Regions from separate parts of the Mus musculus genome. Here regions 1 and 3 are each linked to region 2. A link is a contact called in public HiChIP or PLAC-seq and capture Hi-C data. All regions are on one chromosome and are shown on one strand. The core of a region is the stretch at or near the end of the contact, and the rest is flanking DNA. Distances in the headings are between cores, read along the strand shown.

Evidence for each region. HiChIP or PLAC-seq counts read pairs in DNA pulled down with a chosen protein or histone mark. Capture Hi-C pulls out chosen DNA fragments and counts their contacts.
Region 1: a contact with region 2 is called in an H3K4me3 HiChIP or PLAC-seq map of neural progenitor cells, with 14 times the contacts expected there. The contact joins the enhancer-like site here to the promoter of Cachd1 in region 2. A contact is called at or near these places in 4 of 39 promoter capture datasets (the 3T3-L1 cell line, frontonasal cranial neural crest, hippocampal neurons and 1 more), 1 of 15 datasets of contacts at CTCF or cohesin (the NIH/3T3 cell line), 22 of 484 Hi-C or Micro-C datasets (the C2C12 cell line, cerebellum, cerebral cortex and 16 more), 18 of 115 datasets of contacts at active chromatin or transcription factors (astrocytes, craniofacial prominence, differentiating embryonic stem cells and 11 more) and 1 of 9 other capture datasets (embryonic stem cells).
Region 3: a contact with region 2 is called in a capture Hi-C map of embryonic stem cells, with 2.9 times the contacts expected there. The contact joins the promoter of Jak1 here to the promoter of Cachd1 in region 2. A contact is called at or near these places in 5 of 484 Hi-C or Micro-C datasets (embryonic stem cells and uterus), 3 of 115 datasets of contacts at active chromatin or transcription factors (all in embryonic stem cells) and 2 of 9 other capture datasets (adipose tissue and embryonic stem cells).

The regions. Positions count from the first base shown.
Region 1 is chr4:101,143,399-101,147,941 of GRCm38.p6, forward strand. The region is part of intron 11 of Raver2 (ribonucleoprotein, PTB-binding 2); the gene reads left to right. Among named protein-coding and RNA genes, the nearest start is that of Gm24468, 41 kb to the right of the region's middle. Within about 2 kb of position 2,748, at least 33 of the 459 cell types and tissues checked have an H3K27ac peak or open chromatin away from gene starts, as enhancers often do. A contact at or near this core is called in neural progenitor cells, stem cell-derived neural stem cells and stem cell-derived neurons, where this site is marked.
Region 2 is chr4:100,773,869-100,778,801 of GRCm38.p6, forward strand. It overlaps Cachd1 (cache domain containing 1), which reads left to right and starts at 2,811. Exons shown (of 27, transcript NM_198037.1): 1 at 2,811-3,500. The coding sequence starts at 3,261.
Region 3 is chr4:101,261,699-101,266,634 of GRCm38.p6, forward strand. Jak1 (Janus kinase 1) reads right to left here and starts at 3,584. Exons shown (of 25, transcript NM_146145.2): 1 at 3,344-3,584.

The DNA of each region.
Region 1 (4,543 bases), core at 1,498-3,997, 370 kb after region 2:
CAGACTTACAGAGAGATGATCTAGACAGTAACGGGGTAACAACAATGCGTATTGTCTCAGAGACTGCAGCCTTGGCACCAGTGTCATCTGGGGTTGAATAATTGCTGGGCCTTCCCTGGACATCACATGGTGTCTAGCAGCCTCTCCAGCAGCGAGAGCCACTGTCAGGACTGATAAAATGTGCAGATGACAACTGTTTCCCCCCTTTGAGTTCATAGGGAACCAGTACAGAGCATCGTTGACACTGTAATGCATGCAGATAGTTATCTTACAGCCCTAATGCCAGGGCCAGAATGGAGCAAGTGAAATAGGGATTTGAAGGTTTCTGCATTGTGCATGAATGTGCATCGCAATCTATAGGGTAGCCATTAACAGATAACAGCAGTTCACACAGCCAGGAGAACTGACTTTTCACAAGTTCAAAAGAAGCTACTGAACAGTAACAAAAGAGAGGGGTTTGTAGATTCATTTCCAGTCACCACATCATTTCATTTAAATGATCTTCAGTTTTCAACAACAACAGAAAAATCAATAGAACAGAAAGAGAGAGAGAGAGAGAGAGAGAGAGAGAGGGAGAGAGAGAGAGAGAGGAATCAGACAAGTCAGGAAATGTGGTGGTTTGAATAGCAGTGACCCTCATCGACTCATAGATTTGAATGCGTGGTCATTAGGGAGTGGCAGTACTTGACAATGATTAGGAGGTGTGGTCTTTTGGAGTAGGTGTGGCTTTGGGTTTCAATTGTTGAAGACAGGCCTCTTGTCTCTCTTCCTGCTGCCTGCCAAGCCAGATGTAGATCTCTCGGCACCATCTCTGCCATGTTGTTCCTCAGCACCGTCTCTGCCATGCTTCCTGCCATGATGACAAGGAACTAAACCTCTGACACTGTAAGCCAGCCCCAGTTAAATGTTTTCCTTTATAAAAGTTCCCATGGTCATGATGTCAACAATAGAACATTGACTAAGACACCGTGCACAGGGGAAGCAGGTAATACAAAATGCTCATAAGGTCTCCTGGGTGTTGGACTTAGGAGACGACGGTATAAAGAATTAAAGTGAGTCATATGTAAAGAACGACCTTGGGCAGTGTGGGAGCTGGGCCACACCAAGCAGGCTGTCAACATAATAAAAACTTCATTAAGGGACTGCAGCAGATGTCAGCAGGGATAAGAGTGACAAGCATGGAATGTAGGTCATATGAGATGACCCACACCAAGAAACTGGAAGGAAAAAGAGTCACAGCTATATGGGCAAAGGCATGGTGAACTGTCAGTAAAAGTTAGCATTCCTCAAACTAAGAGTTTGACTTGTAGATATGTGCTAAGAGAATTTGAATGTATCTACATACCAGTTTATACACTAATGTTTACGGTAAATTATCTCTAACAGCCAAAATGGAAAGGCCCAGTTGTCTACAAGTTAGCAAGCAAATGAGCAGCATGATGAACCACAAAAGCATGCTAAGTGAAGTAAGCCAAAGAGGCCACATGTATGATTCTGTTTATGTGCAGTGTTCAGAATAAGTAAATCTGTAGGGAAAGTCAGATGACTGCTCTGGGAGTGCAGAGGAAGAGTCAGCGGCTGTCGCTGGCAGTGCGGGGATACTCTGGGGTCAGACGGAGAGTCAGCGGCTGTCACTGGCAGTGCGGGGATACTCTGGGGTCAGACTGAGTCTTCCAGCTCTGTACATAGAAACAAACACTGGACTAACGATATGTTCAGTGTTTACTTGTTACTTATATGCATATGTGTTTGTGTCAGAGTATGTGCATGTAAGCAGGTGCCTGCAGAGGCAGGGAGGGTGAACCAGATTCTCTTGGAGCCGACCAGTGTGGGGCTAGGAGCGGACCTTACATTCTCTGTAAGAGCAGTATACACGCTTTTAACTGTTGAGCCATCCTGCCAGCCCTGGAGTGTGGTAGTTTAGAAACAAACCTTAGTTATCCTAAATAGAGGAAGCATATTTACTTAGTGTTCCTGAAGTTCCAAAGTGCGTACCGTAACCACGTTAACCCGGCGTGTTCCAATCTAGAGCTCCTTAGAAGCCAGTTTTAAGTGGCTACCTCCCCTCGTCCCTGGCTGTAGTTACTCAACACTGAGATGCAACTGATTTTAAGTAGCTACCTCCCCACGTCCCTGGCTATAGTTACTGTACTCAACACTGAGATGCAGCTGATTTTAAGTAGTTACCTCCCCACATCCCTGGCTATAGTTACTGTACTCAACACTGAGATGCAGCTGATTTTTCCCAAAATTACATGTCCTAGATATTTGAAGTGGACGATGAAAAATGAAGCCAGAAACAAATGGAGTTATTTTAAAGTCTAATAGCATTATTAGCTGAAAGATCTTTTTAATTTGGATAGCTATAGACAGTTTGATATTTCAGAGTCTGAGGTAAAGATGAACAGGTCTGTCTGCATCAGATGGGTGTTATACGTCCATGTTACAGGAGCCCATGAGCCAGCTTATTAAATATTTAATGCCCGAGTATAGCCTCTAACTACAATCTGACAAAACAATAGAATATTCCTTCCTGCCCCCTTTTATTGAAGTAGAAAAAGTACCTTTTCAGCATGGCGTAATCATTAGTTTCAGTAATATGAAGGATAATTTAGGAATCCCTTCACCGTTTTCCCTGACCATTAAACTGAGATTTGGGTTTTTCTTTCCACACTTGGCTTGGGGCAGCCGCCTGGCTCACTGGCAGGAGTCCTTTGCACTGCCAAGCCATAGTCTTGTGTTTCCCTGGTTACATGGATCTTTCCTGCTGGGAAGCTGGCCGTCCAACCCAGGGAATCGGCTACAGAATGTGTGATGAGTTAGGGTGGCCGCAAACCCAAAAATGAACTAAAAAGCAATGAAGCGTCTCGGTCTCTCCTTAGAGAGCCTAATGCTGCCATCTAGTGGGCAAACAGTGCAAGAGCACATCATGTTATGTGACACAGGACATTCCTTTGTACCATTAAATGAACTTAAGGTGTCTAACTTACACAGTTGTGGCCACTGAGACTTTCCGGGTGGTTTTCATTTTTGAAAAATGTGACACAGTGACTTGCCAGGTGAGTTTTGGGGGCAAATGTGAGTCTTATAGATACACAGTTGTCGGTGTCATACAGTCCCACAAGTAGGAACAGCCAGTGCAGAGATGCATGAGACAAACTTGGTACCTTGTTAAAGGAACAAAGGGAGGGAGAGCGCCCAGCAGGAGAGGCTGGGGCAAGATGGAAATGGAGAAGTCTCAGTGGGTGGGGACAGGGCAGACAGGTAGGACCTTGTTAGGTCCTTTGTGTACTTAGGATTTTATTCTAAGCTATGACTAAAGAACATAGGAAGGCCAGAACATAGGTTTAGGACCTGGAAAAATGGAATTGTCACTGGCTGAGATGGGTAGGAACGCGGGTAGAATGGGTTTTGGGGGGCTGGGAGGAGATTTAGTTTGCCTGGCTGGTCCCGTATGATGTTCATTGCTGATTGGCCATCTATCTCAGGAATCTGGATGTCAGGGAGAATGTTGTCACAAATTATGTGGGAGGTTGAGATGCCAAGGGTTGAGGGCCAGGAGTCCAGTAGTCATTGTCAACTCTCTGGATTTCTCATCTTCTTGGTGAGATAGCTGACTAGCTAAGAGTGAAGATGCCGGGCTCCCCCGCGGGAGGCTAGAGGGGAGTGGAAATTGTTGACATCATAACTACAGCACTCAGGAAGCCGCCTCCTCACATCGTGGTTCCAAAGATCAGAGCCCAGGAAGAATCATGATAGGCGGTTTCACCTCATCCTGAGGAGAATCCTGCTGAAGATGAATGTTTTCTGGAAAGGGCCCATCCTGGGGGGCGGGGGAGCGACGGCTCTTGGATGAGGCCTAGTGAAGTGTTGTGAAAGCAACCTGACGGGATGTTCTTGTGCTGGTGCAATTTCACCAAATCAGCAGGTTATACTTTGTGTGTGTGTGTGTGTGTGTGTGTGTCTGTCTGTCTGTCTGTGAGAGAGAGACAGAGACACACAGAGAGAGACTGCTTGTCAGTGTTTATACTGCATGGCTGCAGGTGACTATGGAGCCCAGCAGAGGGAGTCTAACTCTTGAATCTGGACATTGAGAAGGTGATGAGCTCCCTAGTGTGGTTGCTGGAACCTGAACCTGGTCCTCTGCAAGAGCAGCAAGTGTTTTCTTACCATGAAACCATCTCTCCAGCCCACAACTTTTAAATTGTTTTGTTTTGTTGAGACATGATCTTACCGTGTACCTTGGCTGGCCATAAATTCAGACATCCCTCTGCCTCTGCCTTCTAAAAGCTGGGATCCTTAACAGTGCTGGGACTTGAAGGTATCTGCCACCACACTCTGCTAGTAGCATGTTACATTCTAAATTCCCTGCTGTCCTGGGACAGCGTTTTGAACTTTAAATGTGCTACGGTGCAGAAAGTACCTGGGTGTGCTGCATCTGCAGGGCGAGCTACTGGCTCCCAAAGCTGCAGCTGGGTAGCATCACAGGGCTAGGGTGAGCTTTGTTTCAAGTGCATTTGAAATTTTTTAAAATGCTTATTTT
Region 2 (4,933 bases), core at 1,561-4,060:
CAGCATGTGGTTGCTGGGAATTGAACTCTGGACCTCTGGAAAAGCAGTCAGTGCTCTTAATTGCTAGGCCATCTCTCCAGCCCCAGCCTTTAACTATCGGCTTTCCCCCATTGGTTAGATGAGAATAGTCACATGTTCTTTCTTTCATATTAAGAACTTACTGAGCTAAGTGCCAGAACTCTGGTATACATGAGTCACCAACTCAGGAGCTTCCTTGTAGCTCACGCTGGTACTTCAGACCTGTGGAGATGAGAGAGTAGCATGCATATCCCATGATGCAACAACAGGTCCAAACACACAGGCTCTTTACCGCATTTTCCAGGATATACTATGTGCCTATGCAAATGGTGTAGAGGTGACAGGATTCTGCATTCACGAAGCCCACCCTAGTAAAACAAACATCATAAATAGCACAGGTAGTAGTAGATGATGGCCCTGCCAAGCTAGGGCTGTTACAGGTGCTGCCCAATGAAAACATGCTAAAAGGACAGAAACCATAGAAACGGGCAAAGAAAAAATTAGGGAAATGATCCCAGTGAGGTAAGATAGGCCCTCGGGATGCTTCTGAGAGAAGCTGCACAGGTGTGTATCCTGTGCTTGATGGAGATGGTAGAAGAGGGCAGAGGACAGAAGTCGGCCTTGGGTGTTGTCCTCAGTCACTCTCCACTTAAGGTTTTTTTTTGTGACAGGGTTTCTCACTGAGTCCAGAGCTCAGGTTGGCTAAGCTGGGTCCACACATCTCTGCTGTCCCTTCACCTACACCTTGTTACAGAGAAACACCATCATGCCTAGTATTTACTTGGGTGCTGGGATCAAAATTCATGTTCTCATGCTTGCACCTAGTAGGCATCTTATTAACTGAGTTCTTTCTTCAGCTCAGAAGCTCAGTTTTTATTACTAAGATTTTTTTTTTTTCTTTTTGAGACAGGGTTTCTCTGTATAGCCCTGGCTGTCATGGAACTCACTCTGTAGACCACCAGGTTGGCCTCACACTCAGAAATCTGCCTGTCTCTGCCTCCCAAGTGCTGAGATCAAAGGTTTGTGCCACCACTGCCTGGCTATGACTGAGTTCTTAAAAATCAAAGAGAGAAACTGGAAGGCGTTACTATCAAGTAAAGCAAAGAATAACTAGTTTTGTTTTCCTGCTCCGCCTCTGGTAGTTAACGTAGGCAAACCCTATAACCTGTTGTATTTGTTACTTTTCTATTGCCATGATAAGACATCATGACCAAGACGACTCATAAAATAAAATGTTTTATTTGGGGCTCATGGTTTCAGGGAGTTAGAATCCATGGCTATCATAGAGGGGATGTGGGGGGGGGGGCATGATGAAAGACAGGCATGTTTCTGGAGCAGTAGCTGAGAGTTCACGTGTCCAGACACAGTCCTGGGGCAGAGAGAGCTAACTGAGAATTTTTTTTTAAAGATTTGTTTATTTATTACACATAAGTACACTGTAGCTGTCTTCAGACACCCCAGAAGAGGGCATCAGATCTCATTATGGATGGTTGTGAGCCACCATGTGGTTGCTGGGATTTGAACTCTGAACCTTCGGAAGAACAGTCAGTGGTCTTAACCGCTAAGCCATCTCTCCAGAATGTTTTTTTTAAACCTCAAAGACCATCCCTAGTGGCACACTCCTCCAAAATGACCACACCTTCTAATTGTTCCCAAACAGCCCCAAATTGGGGACCAAGTACTCAAACATAAGAGTATGGTGGGGGGCATTCTCAGTTACCCCCTCCCCTCACATTTGCCTACCCATAGCTGTAGTTTCTAGGACTCTTGAAGCAGCACATTCATAGTCTATAGGAAAGTGAATGAATGCTTTATACAGGGACACTCGCCCTGCAGCACACACTTGTTTCTCTATGGTGGCTCTCAGAGAGCCTGATCCAGTACTCAGGAGCCATACCTGCCATGCTTATGAAAGCAGGAGGATGCTATGAGCTCAACTTCAGCTTTGTTTTCGTTTTTATTTTTTATTTGTTATTTTTGCCTGTAATGGAGTCAGATGGATTTATACACACAAACACAAAGAGAGAGGGCAGGAGGGAGGGAGGGAGGGAGGGAAGGAGGGAGGGAGGAGAGAGAGAGAGAGAGAGAGAGAGAGAGAGAGAGAGAGAGAGAGAGAGAAACATCCAGTGGAAGGTCAGAGCACAGGCCTGAAAGTAATACTTGTGCTTAAACTCTGGGTCAGTAGCTTATCCCTGGGTGACCTTCAGCTATTTGTTGCAACTCCCTAAGGCTCGGAGTTTGTTACCTGAAAATTCAGGATCAAGATACAACCTCTTAGCCTCGTCCTGGGATTAAAGGATAATGAGTCACACACACTGAATGTAGACCTCAGAGTATTGTGCTGGCCACATGATAGCTGGTTACAAACCAAGTCCGCTGTGCCCACGAGGGCGAGCTATTGTTACTAATAAAAAATGAGGAAAGGGAGTTAAAGCTCTAAAGACAGTTGCTCCCTTCCTAGGTCTGGGTCAGGCAGAAAGCCCGAGTTCTCGAACTTAAAAGGGACTTTGGGTGGTGGGTGGGTGGAACCTGTAACACTTGGGACCCGAGATCTCCTGCACGGGCCGAGTCAGGGGGTGGGGGCGGTCGCGTGGCCAGCTATGGGAAGGTCTCAAATGATCCCCTTCTCAGGCCAGAAGGGTCCTGTGCAAGCGAGGTCCCCCAGTATCCCGGGCCCCCAGCGTCCCAGGGCGTCGCCCCGTGCAAGGAGGGAGAGGAGGGGCGAGCGCGGGACTTTCCCCGCCTCCCTCCTCTTTCCATAAATCACCGCTGCAGCGGCAGCGGCGGAGCCGGGAAGTGTACGGAGCCGGAGCGCAGCGTGGTGGCACCAGACACCTCCCTTTTCCCCGCCGCTTTCTTTCCTTTCTCTTCTCTCACTTCGGTCTTTTAAACCTCCCTCTCCCTCCTCGCCGGGAGACCGCCCCGGTCGCCTCGCCGCGCCTACACTGGTGGCGCCGCCGCCGTCTCCGGGCTGCGCCGGGACTCGGGAAAGCGAAGGCGGCGCCGCTCCGCCGGTGCTCTCAGCCGCCCGCCCGGCCTGCGGGCGCCGCGGTCTTCGAGCCGCTGCCGCCGGGCGATGGTGGCCGCCCGCGCGCCCGCGCTGCAGCCGGGCGCCCCCTAAGTTTTCCAGCTACAGCCGCCGCGCCGTGGAGCCGAGAGCGCAGGAGACGAGGAAAGTTTGGCGGGCTGCGCCTCCCGCGGCCAGCGCCCGAATCCCGTCGGCGGGAGTGGCCGGAGGCGGCATGGCCCGCGAGCCGGAGGAAGAGGAGACCGTAAGGCCGGCCGCTGTGGTCCGCCGCTGTCCTCGCTGCCCTGGCTGGCCTGGGGCCCCGCGGCCGCCCCTTTGGCTGCTCTGCCTTGTGGCATGCTGGATCTTGGGCGCCGTGGCCGACGCCGACTTCTCCATCCTGGACGAGGCGCAAGTGCTGGCGAGCCAGATGCGGAGGCTGGCTGCCGAGGAGCTGGGGGTGGTCACCATGCAGGTAAGCGACCCCCTTCGCGCCGCCTCACTTGCAGCGCTCTCCCGCTGCGCAGAGCCCTGGGCCGCTGCACGGAGTGCCCAAGCGGGCTGTGGGACCTCTCGGTTCCTGCAGACTTCACCACATCCAGTGCTCTCTGTCCCGTGTACTCATTTGCCGCTGCCCTCTTCTGCAGAGCCTCTGCCCCGCACCCACTTTCCCCCTCTTCTCGGCCCCGGCTCCTTTCTTGTTGGCTGGGGATTCTCTGCTCTATCCGCGCTTCCTTCCCCAGTTTGCACTCTCTTCCTTCGCAGATTTGTTTTCACTCGTCACTCCTGCAAACTCCCCTTTCCTCTTTGTGTTCCCATCCCTAGGCAGCGGTCCCGCCCGGCTCGGGGCATTCTCCAAGGCTCCCCCACTCCACCCTCTTGAAACCTCCCAGCGTCCTGGAGACCAGGCGCACGAGTGGGCGAGGGAGCGAAGGTAGATTGTCCGCCTGGGCCGCAGGACTGTTGGGGTCCGGGCGGCCCAGCAACCGGGGCTCGCTCTCCCTGCCCTGCCGCTTTGGGGGAGGGGAGGGGCTGATCTGGCGGATCCCCCGCTCCAGTCCTTCTGGGGACTCTTTTTCTTTCCGCTCTTGCGGCCATTGGTCGCCTCTTGTCCGCTGTGTAATTTCTGGTTTGTGTGTGCCTTCGCTGGGAAGGGCAAGGTGAATAGGGTTTCCATTTTTTTCCCCCTGCGTCTTTTGGCCTTCCCTAGGGTTGTAGATTAATTGCCTTTGGCTGATAAGGATTTCTGACGATGCTACTAATAACCCACAGTTGTAAAAATTGCTAGACAGCAACCACCTGGAGATCCTATCGCGCCGTTATTCTCATCTTCTTGGCGAAGAAGGCCCACTCAATTAGGAACTGATGAGATGACACTCCGAGTACCAAGCCAGCGAAACAGCCTAGTGCTCCAGACAACTAACTCATTCCCGTAATAATGGTGGCGGGACTGGCCTTCGAAAGGCCGAAGTTTTCAGGAATGTGGTGTCAAAATAGGTTTCTGATTTCGAACCTAGAGTGACCATTCCACCTCCTACGGGCGAGATGTTTTGCTTCTCTTTGGGATTCAGGTTTCTGACGGCTTTCTTGAAAAAGAGAAAGAGAGAGAGAGAAAAGAAAAAGAGCCCAGAAACCTACTTCCACCCAGGCCCCCTAAGAGGCTGCATGCAGTATGCTTAAAACAAGTTTCACCTCGGCCCTAGCTTTTTTAAGGTGGAGAGATTGCTTTGCTGGGAGGGTAAATTTACATTTATTTGTAGAAATCCAGCCCGGACCTGCTGCGGAGGGGGATTTTCTTTATTTCCATGATAACAGCTACTCTTTTAAAATGCATTTTTCTATTGCTTCCTACTCTCGTCTTGATTTAGGTTCAGTTTTAATTTCTTCCATGTGCATTTTCTGGTTGCT
Region 3 (4,936 bases), core at 2,334-4,833, 490 kb after region 2:
TCTCGTTTGTATGTCCTTGGGTTTTCACACATCATGCTTGCATTCCTTGCCTGGCTTCTCCACCAAGACTGCATTATAAATATCTAACCTAGGTGTCTTCATTTCCTTCTAGAACAGGAAAGCCGAGGCCAAGAATGAAATCACTTGCCACAACATGCACCCCGGTATCTCTTTTCTCACCTGGCACCCCTAAGCATCATCTCTCCTTTTGAGCACTAGTGGCATTTTGACCCAGGTCATACTTCGCTATAGGAAGGGCTGTCCTGTGCATTACTGAGTGTTTAACAATACATCTAGCCTCTACCCACTAGATACCACCTTCCCCAACAAGGTGTACCCTCCCAAACTCCTCAGAAAATATCAATGTCTCCCTCAGCATGAAATTTTACCAAGCTGTTAACCACCAGTCTGAAAGATTCATCAAGACTTCTTCACGGCCTCTGCTCTATGGCAAGGCTCCATGTCCATTAAGCCACAGTGCATTAGAGAACATCAGAGGTTGCTTGTTCAGCTAGATTCTGCTTAAATAGCCCATTCCCTGTCCTCCTGAAATGTCCTATGTGATTTCTTTTTTAATGATTTATTTTTTATTTTGTGTGCACTGGTGTTTTTGCCTGCTTGTATGTCTGCGTGAGGGTGTCAGATCCCCCAGGAACTGGAGTGACAGACAGGTGTGACCACCATGTGGGGTGTTGGAAACGGAATCTGGGTCCTCTAAAGAGTTGCCAGTGCTATTAACCACTGAACCATCTCTCCAGCCTCGTAAAAATTATTTTTTTAAAAATGCTTTGTAAAAATACGCACATCTCGACAGGCAATGGTGGCACACGCCTTTAATCCCAGCACTTGGGAGGCAGAGGCAGGCAGATTTGTGAGTTCAAGGCCAGCCTGGTCAGCCAGGACTGCCAGGGCTACACAGAGAAACCCTGTCTTGAAAAAAATATGTGTGTGTGTGTGTGTGTGTGTGTGTGTGTGTGTGTGTGTGTGTGTGTGTGTGTATACATCTCAGACAGTAAATCTAGCAGTGTATCATCTCACTAAATTATACTAAGGATATAGAGAATATGTGTCCTCAGTGGGAAAAAAGAAAGCACAGAAAGTCTGGCAGCTAGAAAACACAGATCCTGTCTGACCTTTGCTCAGCTGTAAATTGTTTTCGATTAGTACAATTATTTATAGTGTTCTCTGTATAAAAATGAGTTTAAATCTACATATATTCTACGTAGTTGCTTCATTTGTATTTCTCTACAAATATATGTGTTACTTAAATTATTCAGAATAAACAGAATGATGTCTTCAGACAACATTAAAATCTGTAGCTGGTAATGTGCTGTTGAAATCAGTCAGTCTTCTTTCGAATCACTACCGTTCATAAAGTCAAACCTCTCCAAACTGGCAGACCTCACAGTCCTTTTTAAAAGCCCTGAGGTTAAGTTCCCTTGTGTAATTTAAGGCAAGCACATTCCCGTAAAAGCAACCCTATCCTCAAAACTCCATATTTTTCACTAGCTTTTTATAGCAGGTGTCCGAATTAAAGTATTTTTACAGCCTAACTCCTCCTAGCACCTTAAATCTGTAAAGGGTGGCTACCAAGTGGCCAGAAAGATAATGATCTTCTGGGTAAGACAGACTGATACTAACACCTGCCTAAATTACAACAAAATAGAATATGTTAGGAAATGTATTTGCTATTGTACCAATACCTAATTTATTCTCTTTCTAACATCTTTTCCCAAAGCCAGTAAATTGTGTGCTGTGAAATGGGACTGAAACAGAACTAGCTGTATTCACTGTAAAGGATAACAAAAAAAATCTAAGCAACTCCCTCCCCTAAAAAGTACAGCAGTGTAGACAAACTGAAATACAGTTCAAGTTAATATGATACTAGAATTAAGTTATGATTACTATTTGTAATGTTCACACTCCCTCTAGGATGATGTATCTGTTTCTTTCTACATGATCTCAATCCATACAGAAGAGGCATTTATTCCATTTTATAAAGCATGTTATACCAGAACTGTCTAAATGCTGGCCTGCAGTCTCCATTAACCTTCACCATGATGCACAAGAGAACAAACCGATCACTCAATAAAAAAGTATCCCCTAGATGTTGGAAAACTGAAGCCAGGGATGAAATGACTTTGCACACAGGGCCCCAAGTCTAATTTTTTACCTGGTAACCACACATGATCTCTCAACTTGGGTACTACTGACTGACATTTTGAACAAGATCATAGTTGCTCCACATAGCCCCAAATTCCAGTACTTGGAAAACATCAGAGTCCCCACAAGCAAAAGCAATAGGCAACACAAAATGTGGTTTTTAGAAAGGGAAGGTATAAAAATTTAATCAATGCAAAATGTTCATTTAAAAAGAAAAAGAAAAAAGTTTTTTACACCACCCGTAACTCAAACATTTTCTTTTTAAACGGGGAAGGCAACACCCAAAGACTAGATAATTTTATCTGTCTCAGCATTCTACTTATTTAACGGCCCAAGTTTTTAATGCCTTCTTCCCTGAAAGAAGTAAAGGTAATTTTATACTACCGTAAATACCTGCGACTGAGCTCTATGACTGGGGAGGAATTTTAATAGCATGGATACTGATGTATCCAAGCAGAGGCAGAAGACAGGTCACAGCCATGAATTAAGACTATTAGGGCCCAGTCCTAGTTCCCGAGAAATCACAGAGGATACACCTCCGAAGGGGGCACACAGGCACCAGGAGATAACCACACCTCTGGTCTAGTCTCCCTAAAGAACTCCCTTCATAAACACTCATCATCCTAGGAGCCTGGGAGTGTCTCCAGAGGGGTGCCTACTGCTTCTGAGTCGACGGGGGCGTTCGTTCGCGCGGAACCGGAGCCAGGAGTTGGGGAGCCACAGACACTGGTCCCAGTTTCGATGAATCGGGTCCCTTCGGGTAGGACCTATAGTCGTCTCTCCCCATTCCCTTCACCCATGGCCCTCCATCATGCTACATTCCGGCAAGCTGCGGTTCGGAGTTCCCGGGGCGCGCCCCCACGCAGACCCAAACCCCAAAAGTCCCCCACCCCCGCAAGAGCTGACCAGGGGTGAACGCGGGCCACGACCCTCGGCGAGTCCTGCGGTCCGGGCTGTTGCGGCGCCAGAGGCCGTCGGCGCGCAGGCCGCGGGGCCATAAACAGGATGTCGGCGGAGCGGGCCGCTGTTAGCGGAGCGGCCCTCCCTCGCCTCCCGGCAGCCCCGCCGCCTGGAAATCCCCGCCCCGGCCGCCCTGGCCGCTCGGCCGCCCGGCTCCGCGCCCCTCTCACGGTCCCCGAGCTGGCCACGGCGGTCTCCACCTCCCCACCGGGACACTCACCACTTCCGTGTGCGCCGGGCCGCGCGGCTCCTTGGCGCAGGGTCGATCTGGGTCAGGAGTCTGGCAGGCAACTCAGCCTGCCGTGCAGGGTCCGGCGTGGACACCCGCGGCTAAGGAGAGGCACCGAAAGGACGAGCGAGGCTGGGCGCGGACCCCGCGGCGCGTCAGCGGCTGCCGGCTACTCCGCGGCTGCGGCGGCCTGCGCTCTAAAAACGCACCGGCGCCCCGCCCCTCCAACTCTGAACGATCACGCCCCTTGTACGGCCCAGCCCCCGTGACGTCAGAAGCTGCTCCTACAATTGGACAGAGCCAAGACCCAAGACTGAGGACCTTGGAGTCCCCGCCTGCCCAGGCTCGCACTCCAGCAAGTGTCTCCGCTCGCTTCCGCTTACCAAGTAGCTTGTGAGAATTGAACTCAAACTGGACATACTGGCACACTTCTTTAATCCCAACACTCCGGGAGGCAGAGACAGGTGGATCTCTGTGAAATGACCTGTCCCCCCACCCCGCCAAAAAAAAAAGAAAAAGAAAAAAAGAAGAGAAGAGAAGAGAAGAGGGGAGGGGAGGGGAGGGGAGGGGAGGGGAGGAGAGGGGAGGGGAGGGGAAGGGAGGAGAGGAGAGGAGCGATGAAATCACTCACGCAGGGAATAAGAATTTGCCCTCTGGAGCAACCTGTGCCCTTGGAGGCATTATCCGTGCCCTGTGTGTTTACATCTGCCCCATCCCAGCCACTCTAGAAGATGGTTCTGGAAAGACTTGCCTAGCAAGAACGAAAGTCACTTTGTCAGTTGTTGCGATAAAATATTTGACAAAAGTAATTTAAGGAAAAAAGAGTTTATTACCCTGTACAGTTGGAGCGAACACAGACCATCATGATGAGAAGTCGTGATGACAGAAACTTGAGGTGGAAAGTCACATTGCGCGCATGCTCAGGAAGAAGAGAGGATGAATTCTTGTGTTAGCTTTCTCCTGGGTATTAAATCCAGGACCACAGTCCATGGAATGGTTCTGCCCACAGATAAAGTGGATCTTATCTCCATTACCCTAATCTAGATAATCCTCAAGGGCACAGCCAAGGGGATAGACTAGTCTACAGAATCCCTGCGCAAAGCAAGTCTTCTAGGAGACCCTAATCTAGGTAATGTTGAAGGGCATGGCCAAGGGGTAACCTAATCTAAACAATCCCTCACAGGTATAGCTGATCTCCTAGGTGATTCTAATAGTCAAACTGACAATACTAACCATCATGAGGACTTAACCAGAAACAAAACCTCCGGCTTCCACGAGTTTCTTCAGGCCCAGCCTCTGTTCTGTGGTGTAAGAGCTCCAAAAGGAGCAGGGGAGAGAAACAAACTATGGAAAAGAGTAATAAGAATTAACATCCATTCCTACCTAATCTGTGTCCAGTGCTTTTGAGTTTTCATTATCATAATCTTTCACAGTAGGTTTGTTCAGTCTTATCCTATCCACAAAAACAAAATAAACAAACAAAACCCTGTAGCTCTCAGGTGTCTTCCATTCTGGCATCTTAAACTTGTGGGGTGTTTGCCAGAGAAGACCTGATCAGACATGGGCTTAAGCCTTTAGAAAGAC